Regions from separate parts of the Mus musculus genome. Here regions 1 and 3 are each linked to region 2. The links are chromatin contacts, called in public Hi-C maps. All regions are on one chromosome and are shown on one strand. Each heading gives the region's core, a stretch centred on a gene start, on an enhancer-like site or on the middle of the called end of the contact. The rest is flanking DNA. Distances are from core to core; before and after follow the strand shown. Region 1 has its middle 25 kb from the start of Gm30474. Region 2 has its middle 26 kb from the start of Gm41499. Region 3 overlaps Runx1 (runt related transcription factor 1).

What was found. Hi-C and Micro-C count contacts between places; a contact is called where the count stands out from the background.
Region 1: a contact with region 2 is called in a Hi-C map of muscle stem cells, with 2.1 times the contacts expected there. The contact joins two enhancer-like sites. A contact is called at or near these places in 1 of 15 datasets of contacts at CTCF or cohesin (the NIH/3T3 cell line), 1 of 484 Hi-C or Micro-C datasets (muscle stem cells) and 1 of 9 other capture datasets (embryonic stem cells).
Region 3: a contact with region 2 is called in a Hi-C map of muscle stem cells, with 4 times the contacts expected there. The contact joins two enhancer-like sites.

What each region holds. Positions count from the first base shown.
Region 1 is chr16:93,104,788-93,109,386 of GRCm38.p6, reverse strand. No RefSeq gene overlaps it. Among named protein-coding and RNA genes, the nearest start is that of Gm30474, 25 kb to the left of the region's middle. Within about 2 kb of position 1,851, at least 38 of the 459 cell types and tissues checked have an H3K27ac peak or open chromatin away from gene starts, as enhancers often do. A contact at or near this core is called in muscle stem cells, where this site is marked.
Region 2 is chr16:92,928,543-92,932,814 of GRCm38.p6, reverse strand. No RefSeq gene overlaps it. Among named protein-coding and RNA genes, the nearest start is that of Gm41499, 26 kb to the left of the region's middle. Within about 2 kb of position 2,539, at least 43 of the 459 cell types and tissues checked have an H3K27ac peak or open chromatin away from gene starts, as enhancers often do. A contact at or near this core is called in muscle stem cells, where this site is marked.
Region 3 is chr16:92,786,471-92,791,175 of GRCm38.p6, reverse strand. The region is part of intron 2 of Runx1 (runt related transcription factor 1); the gene reads left to right. Among named protein-coding and RNA genes, the nearest start is that of Gm30281, 27 kb to the right of the region's middle. Within about 2 kb of position 2,560, at least 60 of the 459 cell types and tissues checked have an H3K27ac peak or open chromatin away from gene starts, as enhancers often do. A contact at or near this core is called in muscle stem cells, where this site is marked.

The sequences.
Region 1 (4,599 bases), core at 602-3,101, 180 kb before region 2:
CGAATCTTCTTAAAAATGTTTACATGGAGTAAACTTGCAGGTAGAACTATTGATGTTCCTCACAAGTTTTTCAAACTTTTTGAATAGTTCCCCCCCCCTTTTTTTAAAGATTGACTTTATTTTGATATTTTATAGAATCTGTTCTGGCAAGAGCCTAGTCACTATTTTAATGGTTGAGAGTGACATGTTAAATAATTAAGCCCTATCTCTTTATGTAGCTAAGACCGCAGAATAGCATCTGTGACATCCTAAGGAAAGCACCAAGCATTGTAATGCCTCAGAACTGGAGAAGTTGGGGCTTGGCCACAACCCCAAAAGATCCAATTTCTGCTTTCAAATATCCTCCATCCTACTGAAGGTCCCTGAGATTAGTGAGCGGCACAAGCACCATGAACTTGAGAATCGACTCTCTGAGAACGTAGCATGTTCTGCGGTGCCCTGTGATGTCAGGGATGCCCCCTCGGATGCTTTCACTTCAATTCACCTCCTCGCTTGTCAACAAGAAGGTTGTGGTCACTTCTCAGGTACATCCACCTCGTTTTGTGAGATAGAATCTCACCCTAACTGGTCATCAAACCCCAGGGACCCAACTGTCACCGCCTCCCCAGAGCTGGCATTACAAGCATGCACCACCACACACACCTTTTTAAGCGTGGGTCCTTGAACTTGGGTCCTCACGCTGTCAAGGCGGACACTTGACTTCCTGCACTGTCTCCCAGGCTTGGTGCCAGTCCTCATTGAGGAATAAGCCAGACATCCAGCAGTTGTATTTGATCTAAAGCTACCCCATCTTGTCCCTGTCACCTAGGTGTGCACAACACGAGCTTTCTGTACTCTTTATCCTAGAAGACAGAAGCCATCTCTGCACACCAAGGACCATAAGACAATATGGATTTCATGACTCCCTCAAACGTTCGTTAAGGCTGGCCTGTCAGGGTTGGGAGTACACATATAACTTAATATACATCTTTTTAGGTCCATAACAAAAAGTGTTGTATGCTTGCAACCAGAACAGCGCCATATCCTAATTATTATTTATTATTGTCATCAAAGCCACAGCTACTGGTCTTGATAGTGAGAGCTAACATGAAATAGATATTGACAAACTATTCACCGATTTAATCATCTCTCCAGCCACTTGTGTTTGCAAATGAATCTCCTGTCAACATCAAATCCTCATCAGCATTCCACACTCAGTGTGTGAGGATCATGTAAAATTGATGAGCTCAGATTTCTATTAAATGCACTACCTATTTCTGGGGTTACTTATATGGGCTTTCTGGAAGCTTGGAATCCTGGTGTCTTATAAACAAGACAGGCTCTGGCCTTTTACTTTAAAAGGGTCTTTAGAAAGCTTTTAGGACTATGCTGAGATGGAGTGCTCGTTAGAAAGATTGGAAAGAATGGAAAATTCCATGTGTGTGAGATTCCTGGGTAATATGTACAAATTAAGACTGTAAAGAAATTGATGGGAGCAATGTACATTTAATTTCAATATTTTGTGTGAATGTGTGTGTATGCACCATGTGTGTACATTGTCTGGGGAGACCAGAAGAGGGGGCTCAGCTCCCCTGAAATGAAAACGAAGTTCTAGATGGTGGGTGCTGGGAATTGAACTGGAGTTCTCTGGAAGAACTGCTAATGCTTTAAACCATTGAGTCATGTCTCCAGTCCTTTATATTTACTTTTAATTTATGTGTCTGTGTGTGCTGCATGTGTGTGCAGGTGCCCTTGTGGCCAGAAGAGGGCGTCAGATGCCAGTGGAGTTATGGGCAGTTATAAACCGACCAATGCAAGTATTGGGAGGCGACTCACATCCTTTGAAAGAACAACAGTTGCTCTAAAGCTCCGAGTCATCCCTCCAGTCCTAACAGGACATTGTTACTCATGTATTTATTTGCCTAGAAGTTCTATGTTGGCCTTAACCATAACGGGACCTAACTCTTGGCACCAAACACTATGCGAATGTTGAGGTATTATTTCCAAGCCCTGGGAACAGCTGCTGTTTATTGTGTTACAGTCGCCACCTCCTGAAGAATGTGATTCTGTTTCAAAGATATCCAAGCACTGACCAGGCAGCCTCAACCCAGATGAGCTGTGGCAACCAACGTGGCACGCTGTTATCCTGCTGTTATGAGGTGCACTCCATCAAGTGGTTCCAGATCCTTCTCCCCTGTGCCTGCAAGGGGAGGCTCTGTTGACTTTGGGGGGGCTGTAAATCCGAGTGGCACTTTTATGATTGAGGGGTAGACAGTGGTAGAGGATTTGTGTGACGCTCTATGAAAATTAGCAAATGCTGCAAACTCTGAGTCAGGAAGATTCATGGGAGGCAAGCCTGGGTTGCAAAAGGCATGGAGGCTTCCTGGAATCCGTGAGCTTCTGAGGATTACAAGAACGATCCCGAGGAGCTTGCCAAGGCCGCTCCTGTGGGATTAAGTGCACGGCCAGCTCTCAGACTATTCCTTGTATTGCATGGCTTGGGAATGCAGGGGCAGGGAGACCGCTAAATACCCTTGGCACTTTGAACTCTTTCAGCTTAGCACCCCTTGACATCATCAAAAATTTTTTTCTTTCTGTTTAGGGGAAGAAAGAGAGAGAGAGAGAGAGAGAGAGAGAGAGAGAGAGAGAGAGAGAGAGAGAGAGAGAGAGAGAAAGGAAGGCAGACCTAATTTGAGAAGCCCCATCCTCACCACAACCCTCTTTAGAACAAATGAACATTTTTCTCATGAGAAAGGTGGTTGACCTTCAATGAAGGACCTTTTGCTCCTGAAAAAAATTAGGAAATAATGTAATAGCTTATGTGTAGGTTGAGGCACTGATCTTATCCACACATTTTTTTTTTTACTGTTCTCAAAGGCTAGAGAAAATGGGATATCTGAATTTTTTAAGATTTGAAATATATAATTCGACCTAAAATAATCTCACTTTTAAGGACTTGGTCTGAGGAAATAAATAATTATAACTGACAAGAGTGAAAGTCATTTCAGAACTGCTCATAAGATCAAAAATGGTCTACTTTTATGTCAAAATGTTATAGATGACGTAAACAGTGTCATCTATAATGTGTTTCTAGAAGTACTCTGAGCTAGAGAGCTGGCTCTGTAGCTAAGAGCCCTTGCTGCTCTTACTGAGGACCCAGGTTTGGTTCTCAGCACCTATTTTAGGTGGTGCACAGCCACCTGTAACTCCAGTTCCAGCGATCAAACAGCATCTTCTGGTGTTCCTGAGTACTGCAAACATATGTGTGCACATGGGATTTGTTCACACAGACACGGGTGCACACATGTGCATGCACACGTGTAAATAAAAACAATGGAAATAACCACTTCAAAAATGCATAGCAGGCTAATGCCTTTCTCAGAAGATTTTCCATTATGGCGGAGAACTTGGAGAGATGGACAGACAGACTGATTTCTAGCAGAGGTTGTTCATGGTGCCATAGAGTCATCTCTCAGAGAAGATTTGTTCTGATGATGCTGGCTACAGAGGGAGACCTCAGGTTAGCTTCTCACATGAAGACAGTGCAACTTCCAGAGGCAATGTTCATTCTTCCAAGGGACCCAGCAAGTCTCAAGTTTTGATTCTTGCAAAACTTCCCTAAGAGTGTACAGAACTCCCCCCTTCGGAAATTTATAAAGTCATATCCCTGTGGGGCTGCATCACCTTGGTCAAGGAGGACAAGACACTCTTGCCAGCTCTCCATGAGTGGTGAGTCTGTGGCCACATGAGTGCTCTCAGGCAAGGATTTTCTGAAAGAGCTGTAGGGGCTGCTGTAACAATAATAACACAGAATTCACTGTGTGTGAAGTGTTGGGATGCAGGTGGGGGAAGCTCCAAGAAGGGAGTCAGTGAACCAGTGTGAGTGTGGTCAGGCCAGATCACCCCACCACAAACCTTGTAAGTTTGGAGGAACACACAGGGAATGATGGGACTACCCACAAAGGTAGAGCAACCACCCTGGCCCCCACGGCCTAGGATAGAAATACATGGTTTCGGGAGCCCAAGATGCTATCCATAAATATGTTCCTGCTGAGGGCCATGGCAGGGAGGGAGTCTGTTCTACAACTTTCTCCCAAGCTCTGCTTGTTTTATTGGTCATCTTTGGGCTTCTTTGGCTTATACATACAATATCCCTGCCTCTACCTTAGTCTCCCCATGTGTCTGTCTGTCCCCTTCCTCCTTTTATAAGGACATACATCATTCTCAGTTAAGACAACTGTATAGCAGGGTACCTTATCTAGTTTTATGGATAACATTTTTTCTCAAAAGTTATATATTAAGGTTCTGGGGGTCAGGACTTTAATGAAAGCCCTAGAATGTCCTAGAATGTTCTTTTGGTTATTATAGCAGCGCCTACAGCTCATTCAGAAAATCCTTACCTACGCGCATTCATGTGTCCCCATCTCCTCTCATGGAAAGCTGGTTTCCCAGTGCTGGTTAAGAGTGCCTTTTTCTCCTTGACCAAGGAGATGGAGCCTCAAAGGGACATGACTTTATAGGACTATAATGAGGTACTATAACTCCACCCATGAGGGCAGGGCAGGAAAAGTTCAAGGGTGCACACTGAGATCTGGTTAACCTTCCAGCCTGGGTGGTCTT
Region 2 (4,272 bases), core at 1,290-3,789:
ACTAGATCTTATCCCATTGACAGTGTGATTGATCAGTGTTGGCCGTGATAATAATTTCACAATGTTACTCTATCAAAATGTCATGTCATACACATTGCATATTTACAATTTTTACTTTTCAGCAAAATTAAATAAAGCTGGTAGAAAATATGCCGTGATGTTACAGGTTTGGAGGTTGGGCCATGAGAGGTGGGTCAGCCATCAGTGGGTAAGGCACCAATGGCAAGTCCCACTGTACTTCTGTGGCTGTTTCATTTAACACGTTCTGTTTCAGAGCCTTCCTGGTTCCTCCCACCTGTTGCTTTTTCCAGGGACTACTTTCTGTGAGTGGAGTTATTGGTGGGTAGTTCCCCTTGAACTATCTGTGTCCCGTGCAAATTTTACACTGTGGGGGTATTTCTATTTAAACATCCTCAACCCTACATGAAGTCTTGGAAGATTTCTGATTCTAGATTTTTCTTTCTCCAGTGTTTTGTTGTTGTTGTTGTTTGTTTGTTTGTTTGTTTGTTTGTGTGAAGATGCCTTTTCAGACACACACAAAATGGAAATGAGTATACAGAAAACACCATCTACATCTGGTAGTTTTGACCACTTACTTTCCTCTATTCTGTCTCTACCTATTAACCTCTTCCCTCTATCTGCCTTATTTTTGATGCATTTTGATGCAAATTGTAGCTATCAGTGGATTTGATTTGTAACTAATTCCACGTGCAGATCGTTTTCATGAGTTCAGTTTCTTCTGTGCATAAGGGGGAGATGCCTACAGTGAAATGCATACATCTGGCATGTACCACTCTGAAAGTTAGGGCAAGATGTATATGCATGTATAATTCAACACCTGTCAAACAAGAACGAGGCTGTCAGTAGAGTTCTCTCACGCTCCTGCCCAGCTCATCTCCATTTAATTAAAGGCCGCCAGTTCTTCCTTTACTTTTGCATTATTCATGGAATGCTGTCTTACAGAGAGAAGGTAACTTCAGGTTTATTTTACATAGTATGGTTGAAATTTGGGGACGAGTTAACTATTCAGAGCCCAGCTTCTTAAACTGCGGGTCATAACCCTATATGGGGAGTAATGAAAGATCTGACAACAGCACAGAGCTTCTGAATATGCAAAAGCCAAATATTAAGGCCAAAGAAAATGTGTGACAAATCCTAAATCTCATCCTGCAACTCCACAGTGACTCTTGTCCTGAACCCAACTTGAGCATTGAGCACAGTGGATGCCTTCCTATCATATAAAACTAAAAAATGCTGCCCAAACACCTTGGCTCAGATTCTACATTATTGTATGTTATGAGCTATAGTATTTTTATTGAGATATATACAAGGTGTTCTGTTTGTATAGAAGCATAAAGGTCCAATTACAGAAAGCTGAGCCACTCGGTCCTTCTCTGCTGCCATTCCTGGGTGAACCAAGTTCAAACAATGAGGAATTGGTTTGTGTCAAAGTTTTGATTTTAAGAGTTACTAACTTGAGTCACATTAAAATATATCTAGATGTAGTTTGGCTTGGGGTTAATACAAAATTTCCGACAGTGTGAGAAATGGCTCTTACAATCTTCCTCCCATCTCGTGCTGCAAACTCATGTGAAGTACCACTCTCAGCATTGACAGTTATTGAATCGAAGCATCAGTCAACATTGAAGCTATTCCATAGCTGTGCCAGGTGAGACATTCAAACAAGATGTAATTCTTTAGGGAAATAGAAATATGTATATCATCTCATTGATGTACACATTGGCTTTCTCCTTAAATAAACGATAGAATCATATTTTCACCAAAGTGATGTTATAAAATTTATTTCTTTATTAATTGTCATCAGTGAATGTTTAATTTGGTGAGTGGGTGGTTGTTGACATAGGGTCTCATGTAGCTAAGGCTGGCCTCCAACTCACAATGTATCTAAAGCTGGCTTTGAACAGGTGACCCTCCTGCTTTCACCTTCCAAGTACTGGGATTAATTATATGCATGCATCACTGTGCTCAGCTAACTGTTTCATCTTATACTTATTTTATACACCTGTATACAAGAGTGGCTATAACATACATCTTAGGTAAAAGGGGTCTTGAGTGCCAAATTATCAAAAGCCTGGAGCACAGAGGTTCAACCATGAAATGCACAACCCACCTTTCAGAACAATTCTCTCCCTTAGTCCTTTCTCTGGATTTTGTAACGCTGGTTGTTTCTTGACACCCTCCAGCCCCCATGATTGCTTGAGCTGCCTAACAAGCTGGTTAACTTTGGAAGCACTTTGTGCCTCTCCTGTTTGGCCTCCCCAGCTTCCATTTTACAACTGAAGTCCCACTTGTCTTTGGCATGGGCTTGCTGGGCCCTGAGTGTGCACAGCACGGGTGCAGAGCAGGTTAAGCCTGCAGATGTCCCCGCACTCATCCCCCAAAGGCTTCTTGGCCCAGTCTGGCATTGTCCATTGGACATGGGGTGCAGTTGGAATGCTAGGGACACCTGTTGAAGCTGTGGTGCACAATGCCCAATTCAAGTCTCCTGTGAGTCACCCAGCACAAGCTCCTGACTGAGCTGCCTTTGCGTCTGTGTCACAGGATGCCCTGCCCGGCATGATCCTTGCTGGCATGAGTGGTGCATTCCACTGCAATTAGTGAGATTTTGTCAGATTTTTCAACTCCAGCAACCTGCCAAAGAAAGTTGAAGAAGGAGGAGAGAAGGAGAAGGAGGAAGAAGAGGAGGAGGTGGAGATGAAAAAGGAAGAGGAGGAGGAAGAAGAAAGAAGAGGAGGAGCAGGAGGAGGAGGAAGAAGAAGAGGAAGAGAAAAGGGAGAAGCAGGAGAATGAGCAGGAGGAAGAGGGAAAGGAGGAGGAGGAGGAAGAGGAGGAGGAAGAAGAGAAAGAAATCTGTAGTAAAGGTCTCTCAGTCCTGTGAAGAGAGCCTGTTGGCCAGCTGTAAATTTTCAACAAGTTGTACAGATGCCCTTGGACAAAATGTGACATCTCTGTGACACTATGGGTGCCCATCTATGGATACAGGGAAACTCTGAAGGAGGAGGATGTTGTGAAGCAAGGTGTCTGCAGATTTCTGAGACCCCTTCAGCATGTCTGCTGCATTGTCTCAGAAGCCTGCTCCTTCCCTCCTCACCTACAGCTGACGGGTGGACACAGGCTCTAGATCCTTGCTGACACTCTAGAGCAGTATCACAATGGCAGAAATCCTAACTAAGATTCCTTGGTGTGTACCATATACGGCTGTGGAGCTTCTAGTAGGAAGCAAATACCCAGACACTAAGTGCTTGAATCTGCCTAGAGTAACCACCTTCAGCCCAGGAAACTAATCAAGGCTGGAACACATGTGAACTGGCAAGCCCTAGGTTTGAAGGATAAGTGGGAAAGAGTGTCATCCTAGAGTCTGTTGGGGGAAGAATGGATAAAAGAAAGAGTGAGTGAAAGGCAGGTCTGGACCAGATGACCTGGTTTCCTGAGGAACCAGTGAGGTAGGGGGAGGACCAATCATTGTTTGAGTTATTGATGCAAATGGGACACCCAATGCAGTGGTGTTTGGAGGGTGGGAAGGAAGGTGCATTTGGAGTCTCCCTGTGCAAGACAAGAGATAGTGTATTCACTGGGGAGATAACTCTCTTTGTAGAGAGAAGGCTTGAGTCTCAGTGTCCTTACAGAGAGGTAAGGCTTCTCTTACCCAAGAGAGTCATCCCTTCATGTGCAGCAGACATAGCTCCCAGCAGCTAGAAACACCTGCATCCTTTGGTTCCTCCAAATCTCTGTTCATTCCAAGGCCAGGCTACAGAACGAGCTTCCTAATGAAAGAGGAGGAGGATGGAGTTCATGGACACTCTGGTTGGATCTTCACCTTCGATTCTGTGTGGCAACCTGGCTTCAGGGTGGCATTCCATGGTGCCCACTTGTGCCGTGGCTTGATGCTGCACGAACCAGCTAGAAAAACCTGGCAAGCATGGGTCTCAAGTGGTGAATAATTTCGAGATCTGACATCTCTGAGCACGGGTTCTCCCTTTAGCCTTCTGAGGCCCGCACTGCTTGAGGAACATCACAGCAGAGAGGCAGAGGTTGAGAGGAGTGTGGGAAGGAAGACGCCCTCCTCTGACTATCTGACTATACTTCTCATACCACCCCAAGATGGACCCTGCACACCCCAGGCTGCAGCAAGCCATCAACATGACAGGGATTCAGGGGCCTGACTTGGTCTTCCCACGTGTGCTCAAGCTGTTTCCCCTGCCTGGGGAGTGAGGAGGGGGGGTGCGGGGGGGGGGGGGGACTGGAGACTTT
Region 3 (4,705 bases), core at 1,311-3,810, 140 kb after region 2:
TCTCTGTCCCCTCATCTCAGAGGTCTACTTAAGATGGGGTGAGTCTGCCAACAAGGAGGTGAGGCCTCTGAGGGATTCTGCTCAGATGGGGCCATGTTATCCGGTAAAATCCAACCTCCATCATCCCCAATTAGGGAAGCCAGGATAGCTAGGGAGATGGCTGTCACATTCCAGCCGAAAAGGAAGTACAAATGTGTCGAGATCATGTGACAAACCTGCAAAGCACAGTGGGAAATAACCTAACAGTGTGTGGCCACAGTCCCAGGAATTGATGAGAGACACAAGCTGTCTCAAAGGTATGCGAGGGATGAGAGCGCCCATCTGTGATCACAAGCCCACTTTCTCCTCCTCCCTGTTCAGTATTTACAGCAACGCAGGCACTAAGCCCAACCAATCGCCCCACACTCCCCAGCAGGCTCTCCCACCAGAGGCTGGGTTCTCATAAGAGCTGAAGTGGAGCTGAGAGAGATCAGATGTCCCTTACAGAGATGGTGACAAGGATGGGACCTCAGAGACTCTTCTAAGTCATATATATTACAATTGAAAAACAGGTAATTCCTAGGCTTAAAAATAGATGGATGGAGAATATATGTATTGCAAAATACTTCACATGCAATGTTTTAGGATAATGACATCACAGGTAGATGTCATTCTGTTCTCTACCCAATAGGGCAGCAAGCTCAGGAGTTATGAGCCATCTAACCCAAGACTGCTGTGTTAAACATGGTGCTCTAGAAGTAAAAGCATGATTATCCTGGGACATAAAATGGGTTTATAGAATTCTAATGTTGTTTATAGGTCTTTAGGTAGCATATGGGCTGTGGGGGTAAAAATGAAACCTATATATCTGTCTGTTTATGTCTGCCTGTCTATCTATCCATCTACTCACCCACCTACCCATCTATCTGTTCATTCACTGTCCGTTCATCCATCTACATACTTAACTCTGTCTCCATCTCTCCCTTTCCTCCATCACTCCATCGACTAGGATTAAAATGCTTGCTAAGAACAAAATCCAACCCCAACAAAGCATAGATCCTTCAAGAAACATGTAGATCTTTTCTGTTCTTTACCCAGTAGGGCAGCAACCTTTGAGGTTTGTGATGCAGAAAGGGGAGTGATGTGGCTGAGTTAGTCATGAAACACTGAGGCACAAAAAATGAAACTGACCTTGGGGCCTTGGAGAGAGTCAGAGAAACGTTGCTCCGTGACAGTGACAGTGACATGGCAAGAACTTAAAGCCAGGGCACTGCTGCTGTGTTCTTGGAGGTTTGGTGTCCTCCAGGGTGGAATGTCCACCGGAAGCCTAGGACAGTCACCTCCCCAAGATGCCAGAAGTGGGAGCCTGTCTCCATTCTGCCCTTGAACATTCACTGTTTCCTCTCTGCAGAGCCATGGTCTCATTACAGAAGGAAATCTGCCCATACAGAGGCCATAGGATGGGCTGGAAGTAGGGGTAGGGGGATGGGAAGGGGTTGTGTGTTTAGTTCACCAAATCGCTGATCCACCCAGGAGAGTGAGATAGTCTATCAGCAAAGAATGAAGAGATGAAGACGGAATTTGTGAGCGTGAACTTTGAGATTCAGCCTTGCCTTCTCTTAAAATTCTCATAGATGGGAGCTGATTTCATTCTGGGGCTTTTGAAATGTGCTATAAGACTAAAGACTTCACTGCTAGTGCTGTGCCAAGGTGCTTACAGAGAAACCTATGTCTCACGTTCCTATCTATCTATCTATCTATCTATCTATCTATCTACCTATCATCTATCTATAGTCTTCATGTAGACTCTTTTAGTTTGCTGGCCTGTTTTTTTTTTTTTTTTTGTCTGTTTGTTGTTTTGAGACAGAATCTTGCTAGCTTGCCTAGGCTGGCCGAACATTAAGTAGCCCAGGCTGCCCCCAGATCCACAATCCTCATGACTCAACCTCCCACATGCCAGGATTCCAGATTTATGCAACGACATGAACCTCCACAGCTTATGGGTGCATACAAAAGGCATGTCCTGGGGCTTTCTATACCTGTTTGTTTTCTGAGACAGGGCATCTTTTGAACTCAAGTCCTTGTGCTTGCAAAGCATAAGCCACCCCTTAGTTCTGTTATTACTTTGAAGATGTTTCACACGTGCTCAGGTTAGGCACTTAGTGACAGTCACTGTCACTGTCAGCCTGTTCATCACCAGGGTAGGAAATTCTTCTTGCTGGTCTCAGGGACAGCTCAGTCCTCCTGTCCTTCGGTAACAGCCATCCCTGGGAACGAAGAGGCTCCCTCACAAGGTATCGACCCTCACACAGAATCTGTGGTTCTGGGATATTTTCTCTCAGAGACTTCCCGTCTTCAGGAGGTCAGTGATGTAATTCAGGACCATGTTCCCAAGATTGATTTAAAACGAGAGGCGGGTGAGTCACCTTTTAACAGACAGCTTTCCTCTTGGTCACTCGTCATCAAAGTGGAGATCATCAGTTAAGCATGAAATTGAACATTTGTTTGGACGTAGTCGCGTCTACAAGTCCTAAGTGTCTCCCTGCGGGAGGCTCCCATTCCGGCCTACCCAGCTCAGTCACTTGCAGACAGCTCTGCAATGTTCCCGCCAGCTGTCGGCTCCTTGCTATGGAGACTCGCTCTCACCCAGATGAAGCCAAGTGCTGGCATCCCACACAGTCATAACTGCATCTCCACTCTCAGGGCCCCTTTGCCATTGATGATTAAGATGGATTAAGATCCCCTGATGACTTTCTCAGATGGGGAAGTGATTTCACATGGATTGTGATCCAGAGAGCCAAGCCTTGGATGTGAGGATCTGGAGACAGCCCAGAGGAACAAACTTGCTTCTCAGATGGAGGAAGCAAAAGAAATCAGCACTGCTTCTTCACGTGTGTGGTGACAATTCACCGTCCAGCACGGCTGTGCTCCCCAGGGCACTACAAAATTCCCCTCGTATTCGCTTGCTTTATTGCAAAAGGGCAAGGTGCAGATATATTTATCTCCTCCGTGTGCATTTAGTAAGTTGTTATCTTGAGGATTGTCTATGTGCTTATTATGTGTTCTGTCCTGGTAATGTGGCAGTGACCAAAGATGGCGATCCTCAATGGTGAGAAATACATCAAGTGAGCCAGCCTCACCTACTCAGTAAGGTCCAGGCCGTGAGAGACCCTGTCTAGGAAAAAGAAAAACAACCACAACAGAGCACTATCAAACACTATCTGAGGTATGTTTCCCCACCTCCTACCTCCACACACATCTGCACATATATGTGTGCACACATATACATACACACACACACACACACACACACACACTCATGGAGAGAGTGAGAGAGAGAAAGAGAGATTCCATTGGGATTTCAGTAAGTACTACATTCAATCTGTAGATTGCTTGATTGTCCTCTCAATGGCATGGATCACAGTCTCTCAAAAGCATGGATCACAGTCTCTCAATGTCATGGAGCACAGTCTCTCGATGGCATGGAGCACAGTCTCTCAATGTCATGGAGCACAGTCTCTCAAAGTCATGGAGCACAGTCTCTCAATGGCATGGAGCACAGTCTCTCAATGGCATGGAGCACAGTCTCTCAAAGTCATGGAGCACAGTCTCTCAATGGCATGGAGCACAGTCTCTCAATGGCATGGAGGACAGTCTCTCAATGGCATGGAGCACAGTCTCTCAGTGGTTTTGTCTTTCCATTCATTTAGGTCTTTAATTTCCAGGCTGTGCTTTGTAATCTTCAGTCCTGGCAACTTTTGCTCTGTAGTTATTTTCCTAAGGACTTGGCTTTCTACATTTCTAGCTCCTCTTAGGTGTCTCCACCCAGGAAATCTCTTGCTTTCGTTTGAGTGACAGTTATGGAGCCCTCTGCCTACGAGGGAGTCAGCACACCCTAAATCAGCAGCCTCCCTGCAAGCCTCTCCTGCCCCAGCAGCATGGCGCTGTCCTTGTTCAGAGCCACTGAAGTCTTCTGGAAATTTCCACTTCACTTCAGCCTGGTGGTTCCTCTTTCTGTGGAATGGTATCAGTGACCAGTTACTAAGAAAGTTCAGGGGACAGAAAGAGTAGGGCTTCAGATGGAGGAAGAACAGGAGGGAAGGGAGGGAAGGGAGGGAAGGGAGGGGAGGGAGAGGAGGGAGGGGAGGGAGGTGGGCAACCCTCGAGCTCAGTCTTGATTTCATGTGCTTCCTCTGGGGCGAAGGAAAGAAACCATGTGTGGTCACAAAACCCTGTACCGAAACAGAGTCCCTCCTCTTTCATCTGTCACCACATGCTAAACACTGCAGTGTGTGTGTGTGTGTGTGTGTGTGTGTGTGTGTGTGTGTGTGTGTGTGTGTGAGAGAGAGAGAGAGAGAGAGAGAGAGAGAGAGAGAGAGAGAGATTGAGGAGATCAGAACATATGTGTTCCTTTTAACTCCTACCAGATCTTGAGATCAGTCAGTCAGAGAGAGCATTCTGGAAGGAACCGTCGAGGAGGGCACTTGGTGAATAACAGCTGAGACTCAGGAAGCACAGGTCTCCAGGGTCAAACCCCCCAACCCATTCCCACTCAGATGTGGGTGCTCCCCAACCTCACTGTATCTCGGTTTTGTTGACCATAAAACAGATAGTAACACTTGCGAGACAGACACTAAGTGGAAAGCATTATGTGATCTTTGGAGAAAAGGCAGACTGTTAACATATGCTAACAATGTGTTATTCTGGGCCAGGCCCGGAGCCACAG